Linked DNA regions of Rattus norvegicus: regions 2 and 3 are each linked to region 1. A link is a contact called in public Hi-C data. All regions are on one chromosome and are shown on one strand. Each heading gives the region's core, a stretch centred on a gene start, on an enhancer-like site or on the middle of the called end of the contact. The rest is flanking DNA. Distances are from core to core; before and after follow the strand shown. Region 1 holds the start of Cpeb4 (cytoplasmic polyadenylation element binding protein 4). Region 2 has its middle 89 kb from the start of Bod1. Region 3 has its middle 13 kb from the start of C10h5orf47.

Evidence for each region. A called contact is a pair of places that touch in the nucleus more often than the background predicts.
Region 2: a contact with region 1 is called in a Hi-C map of liver, with 4 times the contacts expected there. The contact joins the enhancer-like site here to the promoter of Cpeb4 in region 1. A contact is called at or near these places in 4 of 12 Hi-C or Micro-C datasets (Schwann cells, frontal cortex, hepatocytes and 1 more) and 1 of 1 datasets of contacts at active chromatin or transcription factors (oligodendrocytes).
Region 3: a contact with region 1 is called in a Hi-C map of frontal cortex, with 4 times the contacts expected there. The contact joins the enhancer-like site here to the promoter of Cpeb4 in region 1. A contact is called at or near these places in 7 of 12 Hi-C or Micro-C datasets (the A7r5 cell line, the Rat2 cell line, Schwann cells and 4 more) and 1 of 1 datasets of contacts at active chromatin or transcription factors (oligodendrocytes).

What each region holds. Positions count from the first base shown.
Region 1 is chr10:16,281,672-16,286,069 of GRCr8, forward strand. It overlaps Cpeb4 (cytoplasmic polyadenylation element binding protein 4), which reads right to left and starts at 1,917. Exons shown (of 9, transcript NM_001106992.1): 1 at 793-1,917. The coding sequence starts at 1,917.
Region 2 is chr10:16,406,775-16,411,172 of GRCr8, forward strand. No RefSeq gene overlaps it. Among named protein-coding and RNA genes, the nearest start is that of Bod1, 89 kb to the right of the region's middle. Within about 2 kb of position 2,372, at least 2 of the 93 cell types and tissues checked have an H3K27ac peak or open chromatin away from gene starts, as enhancers often do. A contact at or near this core is called in liver, where this site is marked.
Region 3 is chr10:16,208,913-16,213,310 of GRCr8, forward strand. No RefSeq gene overlaps it. Among named protein-coding and RNA genes, the nearest start is that of C10h5orf47, 13 kb to the left of the region's middle. Within about 2 kb of position 2,254, at least 16 of the 93 cell types and tissues checked have an H3K27ac peak or open chromatin away from gene starts, as enhancers often do.

The DNA.
Region 1 (4,398 bases), core at 667-3,166:
CCTATTTTTAGGAATGGTCTAATTATCTACACCCCAAGTGTTAACACTGGAAAATAAACAAGTAGGTGAAAGGCATCACATACCAAAAAACAAAATAAACATTAAACCCCCAAAAACAAAACAGGCATTCTGAAATCAACATCTTCATGGTATTCAAAAAGAAATGAGTATACCCAGCACTGCAAAATAGACAGACAGATAAATAAACCTGAAGCATGACAAAGAAACTATCTGCATCATTTCTCCCTAACTAGTAATCTTTACTGACACAAGAAAGGTCAGAATTTGCAGAGAGGTCTAAGAGGAATTGCTGAATTGATCAGTTCAGACTGCAAAGTCCACATCTAAATATAACTAGGAGGAAATCTGGAACTCTGAGTTCCTTTCAGTGACTCCCTACCTTACAATGTCAAAAAAAGGTCATTTTTAGTTCCTTCAGATAGGCAGAAAACATTCATTAGTTTCCATAATGAAATACATTTCTGCTACACATTACTGTTTTACCGTTCTTCCTCAAGCAACTGAAGAAAATTCTCATTAAACAAGAAAGGTATAATAATTAATTAGAACACTAACTATCCTGTTTCTGTAATTATAAATGGAAAAATTAAGGCCCAAGAAACAGTTAACTGTTTTCTTCCGATCACACTGGTTTGCTAAAATAAAGACTGGTAACCGATTCATTTCCTAAGGTCCCTAATGTGAGCAACAATTCTGATTCTTTCATTCCACAGATACTCCACCACACTACTTCCTTATTCATCTTAATCTATTAATGGAACAACATCTTACCGGAAAAGGAAAAATGTTGTCAGCTCTGTTCAAGCTATCTTCCATCCAGGATTTTGGAGCAAAGGCTGAGCTAGGGCGAGCATACTTCTGGAGCTGAATATGATTGCTTGCAAAATTTTTCTTCAAAGGTGAGATGGAGTTCAGGGGTGTTATTCCACCGTTCAGCCCTCTGCGGTGATCTCGGCCTTGAGAAGCTCCCCAGCCACCATAGCCGCCACCTCCCGGGCTCCAGGAAGAAGAGGGGGTTGGAGAGGGACTCTGGTAGCTACTCCATGGAGAAGGAGGTTTGTTAAGATTATTCGCCAAATGAGGCAGCTGGTTAAAAGCAGCATTTCTATGTGTGAAAGGTGGGGGGTGGGGACTGGCAGGAGACCTCCTCTGCTGCTGATGCTGGCTGTGATGGTGCTGGAAATGGGGGTGATGAGGATGGTGCTGGGAGAGAGGCCCGATCTGAGGGGAGAAGCTACCACCAAAGCCAGGGCTGACATGATGGGGGAAATTTTGAAACAAGAGAGCACCATTATTAGCTGAAGCGCCAGGGACCCCTCCCTGGTGAAAGAAACTTGCATCTTCATTGATTATCGTGGAGGAAGAAGGCGCTATCGCTGCTGACCAGTTACTGAAACCAGTAAGGGATGATGCACTGGATGTCAAGGGTTGGGTGGAAGTCCCGAGGCCTGTGGCTTCTTGGTAATCGAATCCTGTCAACACTGGTGATTCAATGCGTATCTTTTCTTTTCCGTTGCTGTTCTCTGAAGAATTGTCCCCTGGATTTTCTTCGGCTTTTGCCTTTTCAGTTTCAGGCAGTATTCCAGCTTCCTGCCCTGGACTCGGGGACAGTTGTTGCTTTTCTAAAGGGTCTTGTTGTTCCTGCTGTTGACTTTTTGCTTTTTCTGACCCCAAGATCTCATCCTGAATGTTATGGGTAGCCGGAGCAGGAAAGAGCCAAGCTGACCCAGCACTGCTGCCGTTGGCAGCTGTGTTATTATTTATAAAAGCAGCAGGGTTGGGGGTGGCATTTTGGTGATGGTGTGGAGGCTGCAGATGTGGATGGAATCGGACTGGAAAAGCAGATTTATTCCCAGTATTGCTTTGCACTAGCACTCCAAACCCGTAATCCCCCATTTATTATTTTTAGGATCAGAATATCACAATAAAAAAAAAACAAAGCAAAACAACCTAATGTCTCAGGGCTTTCCTCCCCTGTATCTCAAATTTGTTTGCTTGAAGTATCTTATTTATAGCTAACTCAACGATCACAGCTTATCACCCTATGTATCTCTGATTTGGAATTCTGGTCTCTCTGAATGGAAAAGAACCTTAAAAAAAAACTCTTAAAATATTGATATGAATCCAATTGGGCTTATTTCTAGGAGGGAATAAAAAAGGAAAAGGTAAAAATCAAGTCTTTGGTTAGTAAAATAGGCGCTTTCTTTTTCCAAAGGAAAATGTACATGAATGACAGAAACACAGCTTCTCAAGCATCTATGGATATAGAAGAATAAGCATTGTGCGGAGTAAAAATATATATATATAAAATTTAACAATCACATATGGTCTTCCTCAGCAGTTTAGATTCACATAAAAATTAGAATAGGATTAAGGGGAGAATACGTTCTTTTCTTGGCAGCTTGGTTAAAAAAATCAGGAATAATTTAAGAACATTATATATTATATATTTATATATAGATAGATTATATTAGGTTATCTGGGGCGGGAGGTGAATTTCTGGTTGCCAAAGAGGAAATCAGCCTTGACTAAAGGAAAGATGATTGCAGGGAGATTTCTGCTGTTCCTGGTCCTGTTTCTGTTCTTTTGTAGGGTGCAGTGTGGGCCTCTGGGGCTGTTCCTGGGGCTCCGGGTGCAGATCTTGCTGCGTTTGCTGCTCTTGGGCTCCCCTCGGCCTCCTTTCCCCCATGAAAGGGGTTGGAAACACCCGTTTCTCCCTCTGGGGGGTGTCGCGATCAGGAGGGATTAGTGAGACTGGACAAGGGCGAGCTGGTGGCCCGGGGGTGCGGGGAGCAAGGGGGCGACCTGGAAGGTCCTGCGGTTTCTGCCTCTTCCCCTCTCTGCGGCTCCGGGATTTTTTTCCCTCATGGGACCCAGGGGCGGTTTGTTCAGTTCTCTCAGTTCGATTCTCCGCCGGGGGGAGGGGGAAGGGGGATGGACAAAAAGGAAAACCCCCGCTACCGTTGTTACTCTAAAGGAGAAAAGCCTCCCCCCTGGGCTCGCGCTCTCTTTTCCCCTAGACTGATTGGAAACTATAATTTAGGAGGCTTTTGTTTCTCCTCACGGTTGCTGGGCCGCCGCCGCCGCCGCTTTTCCCCGGTCCCGCAGTCCAGCTGTCGTCGTCTTTGAGGACTCCGCCTGGCTGTTCTTTTTCTTCCTTCTTCCTCCTCGTCTTCCTCTGTTGTCGCCGCTGCCTCCGCCGCCTCCGCCGCCGCCGCCACTGCCTCCGGTGCCCAGGTCCCGCAGCCGCGGCTGAGTCCTTCTCCTCAGGACCGAGCCGAGTGAAATGACAACCAGCTGGAAAGACCGAGAGACACTTCCGGTTCGATGAGGGAGGGGCGGGGTGCTGCGGAGGCCACGCCCAACAGCCGGAAGACCAATCCGACACTACAATTCCGACTAGGCCACGCCTCCCAGCCTCAGAGCCCCTCCCAGGAAGGTCTTCGGTCATCTCAGAGCCGCCTCTTCCGCCTGCGCCTCGCCCAGCGGGGCCGGCGTCGGCGTCGGGTCCGCGCATCCAGTGCAAGCGGTGCACCGCCATCTTTTTTGTGGGCAAAGATTCCTCGCGATTTGTGTTCCCAAAGCAGACTTCTTAGGAAGCCCGTGGGGAGACGTTCAGGAAGAGAATGGGCATCTTGCACACTGAATCACTGAGCTAAAGTGTTGGGGGTCGAAGTGGCAACCCATGAAACCGAGAATAAACCAGAAGCCTGCCCTGAGTAAAGGTGGGTGCCCCTGGCATCACGTGCTCTGGCCCAAGCTCCGCCCCCCGAGGGATGGAAGGAGGCGGGTTTTCCCGGCATCTGTACTGTGCCTAGAACTGCTTATTCCTTATCCAGAATGTAAAGCTCCGGAGGGATTCCCTTCAGTCCCCATTCCTCCACCCTCATCGCCTACTCAACCATCCTCCCTTTGAGATGCACATGTTGTAGGCGTCCATGGCTGAGCCACCAACTATATGTTTTCTACTTCACCACCTTCCAAGCAGAACGGAAGGATGCTTCTAAAAACCGAAAATCCAGTCATGGTCCTGTTCTGCTCATACCCTTTTTAAAATGGCAGTCCGTTACCTGGAGAATAAAGGCCAGACTTCGTAGTTCAAGCCTTATTGTCCCGTGGGCAGTACCCTTTTCCATGCCTTTGTCATCTCTCTTTGCAACTCATTTTTTGTGAGGAGTAAGTCTCCAAACTATGTACCCTGACTTCTGACTTTTCTTTTTACAGGCATACATGACCCTGGATATGGCTCCTGCTTGTATATGGCATTACATTACACTGGTGGCTTATGTCTCTAAACAAGTACTTGGTCTAAAGCAGTAGTTCTCAACTCATGGTCGTGATGGTCCCCTTCAGGGAGGGGTCCAATGAGCCTTTCAC
Region 2 (4,398 bases), core at 1,122-3,621, 130 kb after region 1:
TGACTCAGGAACCCATCCTGACCCCCCATTTGCTCAGGTCCGGAGAAAGCCTTTGTATCAACAGCTGGAGCTGAGGCAAGGCTCCTTCCAACCTCCATACCTACAACCGGATCACTCCTTCCTCTCCCGCTGGCTGCTTCTCATCTTACCCACCACCCCTTGCGTGTTCACATGGCCAGATGCACAGAGTTAAATTCTACTGGTGTCAACATTTGACTCACTTGACTACAAATGGTATCATTTAGCGAGCTTTAAATTTTCCTGATGCCATCGAACCTGAATAACTCCATCAGACGTCAGGGAATCCAAAATTTAAACGTGCAGATTTGTGTGAACAGAACCACACTGGGGATACAACATAGTTACAGCTCCCTAAAGTCTCCAGAGCTGGAGATGTGGCCTGGGAGCTTAGCATACTCTATGCCCTGCTTAGAAAACAAGGCTTAGTTCTGCTTCTCAGGCTGGGCTGGCTCCCATGTTTTCAAAGGAGAAAAAAAAAAGGAAGCCTAAAAAGTCCCTGCTAAAAGCTGCCGGTCTGCTGCTCTGCAGAGCACACAGGGGTCTTGTTCTCTCTCGCTGTCTCCCCAGATGGACAGAGCTGCCGAAAGGAAGCACTGACTCGAGGAACCTCCTCTTCTTCACTGCACACAGCATGGCTGCTAATTTCATGGCCTCAACTAGAGGCCAAGGGAAGGCTGTGATGTAGGCAGAAAAGAGAGGGGCGGGAGGGAGTCTCGAACTCTGCAGTCTTAGCTGAGGGTGTTAAACACCAAGCACTGTGGGAGGGAGACTTGAGGTGGCATAGAATTCCATATAAGCTTGTTCATGCCCAGGTGAGCCGTTCCTCAGAGAGGCTGGGGTCACGTTTTACGGATGACGTTTGTGTGCTTAGTCCTTTCTGTGTGCTGGCACCTCGCTCCATCTCTGACTTTACCATATCCTGGAGAGAAGCCACCTTTAATGGCTCTCTATGGAACTTATGGACAGAGTGTTCAGAGTAAGAAGCATTGCCTGGGACATGCAGAACAAGAGGATGCCATGGCTGAGATTTAACTACAGACCGTCTCCAACTCAGGACAGAGAAGCTAGAGGCTGTCAGAGGCCGTGACGGCACGGAAGCCATGTGTACTGGGAAGAAAGGTACTTTGTGTTTGGAATCTTTCCCCAGTCCAGTGATAAGTGGTACAATTCTCCTCTGAGAAGCTGGGCAGACAGGTCCCGGTCAGCCTCAGGTCAGCAGGCTGTGTTACTGAGCTGGGGTTGGAAGGCTAAATGGATTTAGTGTGTTTCCAACTTTTTTTCTACTTAGGATAGGGTATCTTGGGGTTTTATTGCTGTGAAGATACACCGTGACCAAAACAACGCAGGGAAATATTTAATTGGGGCTGGCTTACGGTTTCAGAGGTTCAGTCCATTATCATGATGGTAGGAAGCCTGGTGCTGGAGGAGCTCTCTGTCTTGATCCGAAGGCAACCAGGAGAGAGACTCTCTCTTCCGCACTGGGCAGAGCTTGACCACTAGGAGCCCTCAAAGCCCACCTACACAGTGACACACTTCCTCCAACAAGGCCACACCTATTCCAACAAGGCCACACCTCCTAACAGTGCCACCTCCCATGGGCCAAGCAAATTCAAACCACCACATGGAGTTATGAAGACATAACTGCATGTAAATCAAGCAAGCATCTGTATGTTATTTTTTAAGATGTAATTATTTATTTTATGTATGTAAGTAGCTGTCTTCAGACACACCAGAAGAGGGCATCAGATCCCATTACAGATGGTTGTGAGCCACCATGTGGTTGCTGGGAATTGAACTTAGGACCTCTGGAAGAGCAGCCAGTGCTCTTAACCGCTGAGCCATCTCTCCAGCCCGCATCTGTACATTACAAAAGTGCACAGCCCTCCAGAGTCCATCCAGGGGCTGAAGGGTGTCAGCTCAGGGAGTGTTATTCCAGGTAACTTAGAGGAACCTCTTAGGCTGTTAGTTGGGCATCAGACTAGGAGTTTTGCCGCTCTTGTTCAAGCTCAGTGTCGGCCCACTCACCTGTGTTTCCATTCATCTACTTAGTAATATCTTAACTCAAGCCTATGACCTACTCTGCACCACTCTGTGCCAAGACACGACCCTGTCACAGCCTCGCTGTGATGAGGGTCTCCATGAAAAGAGAGGCAGACGTGGGTGTGCTGGTGCGGCCGAGAGTGTGCCAAGAAGACAGAAAGATGGGGGTGGACAGTCAGTGGCTGGAGAAGGCAGAGGAATGGGCTCGGAGAAGCAGGTGCTGAGCAGGTGCTCAGCTCGCAGAGCCCAGCAGAATGTGAGCGTGGCAGGACACAGGCTGCCCCAGGAAATGGGTGTGTGGCCAGTTCTTAATTTGCACACAGCAGCATCTGTAGTGACAGGTTCACCTAGCACCAGTGCCTTTGTCGTTGCCCTGAGGTGTCCTAGGACACGTTCCTGGCTGGAACTGCTTTGGTTACAGACAAGGACCTGTCCCCTCTCTAGGGAGAGGCATGCTCGAGTCACCAGTTCCTGAGAGCCTAGGTCAAGGACTCCTTCCTGCAACTGTCCGTGCCCTTCTGTTGGGCCTCCAAAGCCTTCACAGCCTGAGGCTTTATTAAATCTCCCCTGCCAGGGCAGAGGAAGTTAAGAAAAACAAGCTGGAGTTACTCATCTGGCCTCCTGGGGCTCCTGTTCCCTAGGTAGCTTCTCTGTAGGCTCTGTACTTCCTTCTAGCCCTGAGCCTTCAATCCAGCCCAGCCCAAAGAAAGCAATATATTGACAAAGAACAAAGTTTCCCCGACCTCTGCGTTTTTCCTTTAATATTTAATCTCTGCACTTATCTGACCACCTGTCTGTTTCCTTGCAGGCTAGCATCGACTCAGGGGAGAATTACAGACAACCCACTCCGTGAGTTACCAGGAAGAACAAATAGAGGTGGAGTCTCCCTTGGTTTCATAACCCAAGCCCAGGCGTGGGGACAAGAGGTTGGGGAGCAGAAAGGATGGGGATGGGGAGCAGCTACCATAGTAACACACGGTGTGGTTGGATGATCCAACTACTATTGGAATACAGAACACAAAGTACTTGATTTCTTGGGGGTACCAGCAGAGGCTTCCCAGCAGAGGCGACATTTAAGCTGGTCTTGCAGAATCAATGGGACTTTGCTAAGCAAATCATGCAAGACAATGCCATTCCGGGTAGAGAGGGACACGAGTGTGGCCGACTCGAAGTGAGGGCAGAACCAAGAGAGAGAGCAAACAGAAAAGCCTCTCACACAGGTGCCTGTGCCCAGCTCCCAGGTAATTTTCATGAGCATCTGGAGTACAGCCCACTACTAGGCAGAAAGAGACTTTGGGCAGGGAGGTCACTTGTCAAAGGCCACACAGCCAGCAAGAAGCTGAGCCAGGATGAGTGCTGTGTTGGTTGACACCTGCATTGTCCACTCCACTCATGGTCTGAGACGGTGGGATGACAGCAGCTATGTCAAGGAGCCCTAACTGGTGGCTTGGTAGCCTGGAAGAGGACAGAGACGCCAGAGTCCTTTCTTGTCCCTCCATGCCAAATCTGAAGCCTTGGTATGACAGGAGGGGAGCTACCTCTGTAATACCTCACAGATCTGTCTGTGTCACCCAGGCCTAAGAGGGCTGTGGGAGGAGCCACCATTGCTTAGCTTCTTACAGGAGCGAGGGTCTCATCAGCAAGCAGAGGCCAGATGCTGATGGGCACTCTCTCCAAGACCAGACAAACCATCTAATTATAGGCCGGCTGGTAAGAAGTGTGGGTGGGCTGGGACCACATGGAAGAAAGGGGCAGTCATGCCTGTTGAGGCCTGCCTGCAGGAGGGCTCTGTGGAGGCTACCAGCTCAGCGTCTTGCTGTCTGGAGACCACACACATATACTGGCTCTGGAGACAGGCATGGTAGATGGGAAAGAGCCACACTGAGTACTGGCCATAGGCCAAGGGCTAATCAGGTCTTTATCCCTAGTCTCCATGTAACCCCCAGTCCCAGCCCCACTCCCACCCCCAACCCCAGAGTCAAGAGAAAGGTGTTCTCTGTCTGATTCGTAGAGAAAACTAGACTTCCTGAAGCTAAGCAAATTGCTCCTGGGTCATTACACCTGAGGTTTGAACTCATCTTGAGGGAATCTAAACATCTGAGGGGAGAAAGAAGCTGCGATGCTGTGGGCCTACTAGGGACCAGTCCATGAGGACAGGAAGATGGGACATCATTTTGAATGTCAAAGCAGAGGACAACATCAGAAGGCTCGGGAGTTTAAGGGCCTTTCTGTCTTTGTCTTTTCTTGTTCTCAATTCCTAGGGAAATGTGCCACCCGGGGACCTCTGCATCAGGCCAGGTGCAGATCTGATCACCTCCAGACTGTCCTCTCCTGCCA
Region 3 (4,398 bases), core at 1,004-3,503, 72 kb before region 1:
CTTCTGGCTATTATAAATAAGGCTGCTATGAACATAGTGGAGCATGTGTCTTTGTTATATGTTGGGGCATCTTTTGGGTATATGCCCAGGAGTGGTATAGCTGGGTCCTCAGGTAGTTCAATGTCCAATTGAAGTTTTCATTTTTAATTTTTTCATTCCCAGTTTCATTTCTGTTCTCCTCCCCCCACTTAGTATTTCTGTCTCTGATTGACCGCTACTTTTCTGCATAGCACTACAACAGCCCAGTCGGGAGAGCCTTACACTGAATTCTCTCTCATATCTTCATTTCATTTCGATTAGCTGTCTGTGGGGTTATTTTTTTGGGGGGGGGTGGAGTTCAGTCAGCACATTTGTACCCTCTTAACATTCATTTAGGGATTTATTTGTGTGTTTTATTAATTTGTTGAACATGTTTGTAACTGTCCTTCTGCACTTGTGCCCTCTATTTTCTCTTAGTTGCCCTCCGATGGGACTGGTGATTCTTGGGCAGCGAAGCATGTGGTCTTGGTTTTTTTGTATTGCTTGTATTATGAGGTATCTGGAGCCAGGTCGCTAGTGACATTTTAATATCATGTTTTGACCCAAACATAGACTGAATGCACTCAGACTTGTGCAGTGGTTGCAGGTCCTGTATAGAAGGTTGGAGGGGCTTTAGGTAGTCAGGGGCAGGAAGGGGTAGGGAGAAGGAGTAGGCGTGTAGTACCAGATGGGTGCTAGAGGTATTGGGGATTCCTAAGCAGGGAGGGTCCAGGCTGAGGTGTGTGAGCCTTGGTCTCCAAGCCGTATGAGGCAGCTGGAGGGTCTCTGTTAGGCTGAGAGCAGGACTTTGGGGAGGAAGCCTGGGCTTACTCATAAGGCTCCCCAGCAGTCAGTAAGCAGCGTTTTAGAGTCCCAGGCTGATAGGAGCCAGCAGAAGAGGCACAGGGTTCTGAATGGTGCCAGAAGGGACTGGAGATGGGGGAGCTTGAGGGAGCTGAGCTGGGAGGAGCTGGAGGAGAGGAGGAGAAGTTAGTGTGGGGGTTCACTTATGGGGGGGGTTCTCTGGCTTTCCCTTCTGGTGCAATCTCCTCCTAGGGATTTTGCAACCAGGAACCCAGCACCACCAAGGAACATTTTCGGAGCAGATTTGTAAAGCATAGCAGTGCTAGGTGCTGCCCCAGAGTAAGCCACTGAATCCTCACAAGTACCCTGTGACACGGGCACCGTGGTTCCCTTTATCTACAAGTTATACCTTGTAAGATACCCACTTGATGTCTGAAAACTTGGAGACTACCGGACCCCACACAGTCTCTTCTCTCCTTTCTGTATACATATATTCAATTTTATTTTTCACTAGAGGCACTACATGGCCCCAGTTCGTCACGTGTGTCTGAGCTACCAACGCCACTGCTCCTGAACTTTGGGGCCACTGTTATTATTGTTTATAATAAGCCCCACCATGCTAAAGTTGTGAAATGACTAAATCGGCGGGAGCATATATGCCCATATAAGATGGACAAAAGGGTCCTGTCCTCGGTGAGATCATGCTACCTAGAATGGCTCGTGATTTAAATGTGACTTTACCCCGTCATTTCACGGTCTCCAAGGCCAACCATGGGTAACTAAAACTGTCCCCATTTTACAGATAAAGGAGAAGCAGTGGAGGAGTTCTTAAACAGCTCAGTCAGAGCCACAGAATGTTCTGGAACTAGAGGATTCAAACGCAGGTAGTGAGGTTCTAGTGCCCACATTCTTTTATCCTATCTCAGACCGTCTCTGAACAGTGGGGAGGAAGCGCACATAGGATACGTGCGCGAGAAAAGTCTCACACGGACTTGTAGTTGTCTGTCTTCCCTTCAACCCACCCAAGGAAATCACATGAGGGGAGCCTGAAGAAATAATGCAGAACCCACCCTGAAAGCAAAGCCTGTTTTTTTGCAGTTGCTCGACTAATATCATCCACCAGGTGGCAGTCACGGTCTCCAGATAAAATCCGCTCGCTCTTGCTCTCATGCTTGTGCGCTCTCTCTCTCTCTCTCTCTCTCTCTCTCTCTCTCTCTCTCTCTCTCTCTCTCTCTCTCTCTCTCTCTTTCCCTCTCCCCCTCTCCCTCTCCCTCCCTCCCTCACTTCCTCCCTCTCTCTCTCTGGCAATGACTCGATTTTTATCATTATTAAAAAAATAAATAAGCAGTTTGAATTAACAAAAAACAAAAACACCGCAACTCTCTGACCAAGCTTTCTGAAGCAGTGCAGAGAGAGAGTGGTGCTCCTCTGTCACCGTGGGCAGATGATCAAGGCTCCCTCCCTGCGGGTTCAGGGTGCGGGCAGAGAGAGGGTGCTGCAGAGGTGCACAGCACAGAAGCCACGGTCAGTGAGGGGAGGTGCGATTCTGGTCCACAGAGGATGTGATCTTCTCCACCATCCTACCAGTAAGATGCGCAGCTTCTGTAAACAAACTCCCACTCCTAACCCTAAAGGAACCTTCTGAGCCCCCACCCCGCCACACACACACACACACACACACACACACACACACACACACACACACGCACACGCACACGCGCACACACACACCCCTCGAGAGTTAAAGAGGGGCGGGGCTTGTTGGGAGGAGGAAGGTGATTCATGAGGGTGGGAGGTGGATGACACAGGGTGGGACTCGTGCATGTGACGTGTGTATGCGTGAAATCCATTATTATGTGTAACTAATATATTCTAACAAAACAAAAATGTTAAGGATACAGAGTCCTCGTGCCTTCCGTTAGCCAGCATCGGGTGCGGGAACATATGCTATCTCTCAGGAGACATCATGATGAATGTCAGAAAAGGCCTTCTTACCTCATCTGTCCCCTTCCTTCACTGGATCTGCTACCAATTTCAGCTGTCATTCACCATCCCGTTCCTGAGGGTGGACGTTGTCTGATTAGATGTGGGGGGAAGGGCAGTGGCTGGGCTGTCGTTATCTCTGCTGTCAATCACCACAACCCTCCAAAGGCTCGCGCAGGACTTCCCTTGACAACAGGTCCCACTCCATAGGAGGGTAGGAGGGAAGGTCTTGTTTACCTGTTGGTTTGAAGAAATTGTAACAGGTTTACAGTTCTTACTTTAAGCAAGTGATGTCAACTCACACTGCACTGTGAAGTAACTTGTACTTTTCTTGAGAAACAGTTTCCTCTTAAAGACTGGGTTCTTTCTGTGTGACAGAGAGAGGGTGCGGCTCCTGGTTTAAAGGTGTCCAATAGCTCAAGTGTATCCTTAGATCTCATGCTCCTCCCACACCCTCCTCTGAATCAGAATCTTGCTTAATTAGAATTAGAATCTTTTCTTCGGAGCATCTGAGTACCACACACTGCCACTTGAGTCAAAGCAGAATCTTCCCATCCATGTCCGATAAGACAGGCTGTCCCTTCAAACCACTGAGGCCTCTCCAATAACAGCCAAGCCGGACAAATGTTAGAAGGGACACCACCCACTGCAAGCAACGCCTTCTTTGGTAGGTCCTGTTGGTTCTGGCCTAATTAGGGCAGGTTCTGATTGCTTCTGGGATAGTTTCCCTTCGCTGATGGGTCCCAAGGAAAAGGGTTTAGAAATGCATTGTAAGCTGTGTTACCTTTCAAAAGAGAGAATGCAGAATTTTGCCAACAACCAACTGGTTCAAATATGTCACCCCATTACCCACATTTCCTTCAACTGTCTTGCAGGCTGCTGCCACAATCCTGCCTGGCTCAAACCACCATCAGCCACTAATGTCCACCGGTATCACTCACTCAAACCACTGTCCTCCCACATGGTCTTCTACCCTGCCCTGGAAACCTAGTGTCTCATGACTGCCAGCCATTTTTCTCTCATATATCCTCAAAGTATTTTGAGAACTTAAATGTAAGGCCTCAAACTACAAAACTACTGGAAGGAAACGGACACTTCATGAACAGCCCGGACCAGGTAAGGCTGTGTTGAGTAAGACCTTAGAAGTAAAAGCAGACAGAGGCTGAGTCAGCACTGGGTCACAAAGACGGAGTCTCTGTGAGTTCAAGGCCAGCCTGGCCTACATAGTGAGTTCCAGGGAAGTAAGGAGTAAACAGAGAGACTCCAGAAACTCCCAAAGCAAGCAAGCAAGCAAGCAAGCAAGCAAGACAGACAGACAGACAGACAGACAGACAGACAGAAAAACCTGCAAAGGAAACACTGAACAAAGTAAAGCCACCTGCAGGATGGGAGAGAATTCGCAATAACATAAGACTGATAAAATTGTTATCTAGAGAATCAAAGGAACTAAAACAACCCACAAGCAAGGAAACAATGCAATCTAAAATGTGTGCAAAAAAGATCTGAATAGGCAACCTTCAAAAGAAGACAGGCAAACAGTCACCAGGGAAGCAAAACTCAAACCACAGCACGACAGATAGAACGGCTGTTCTC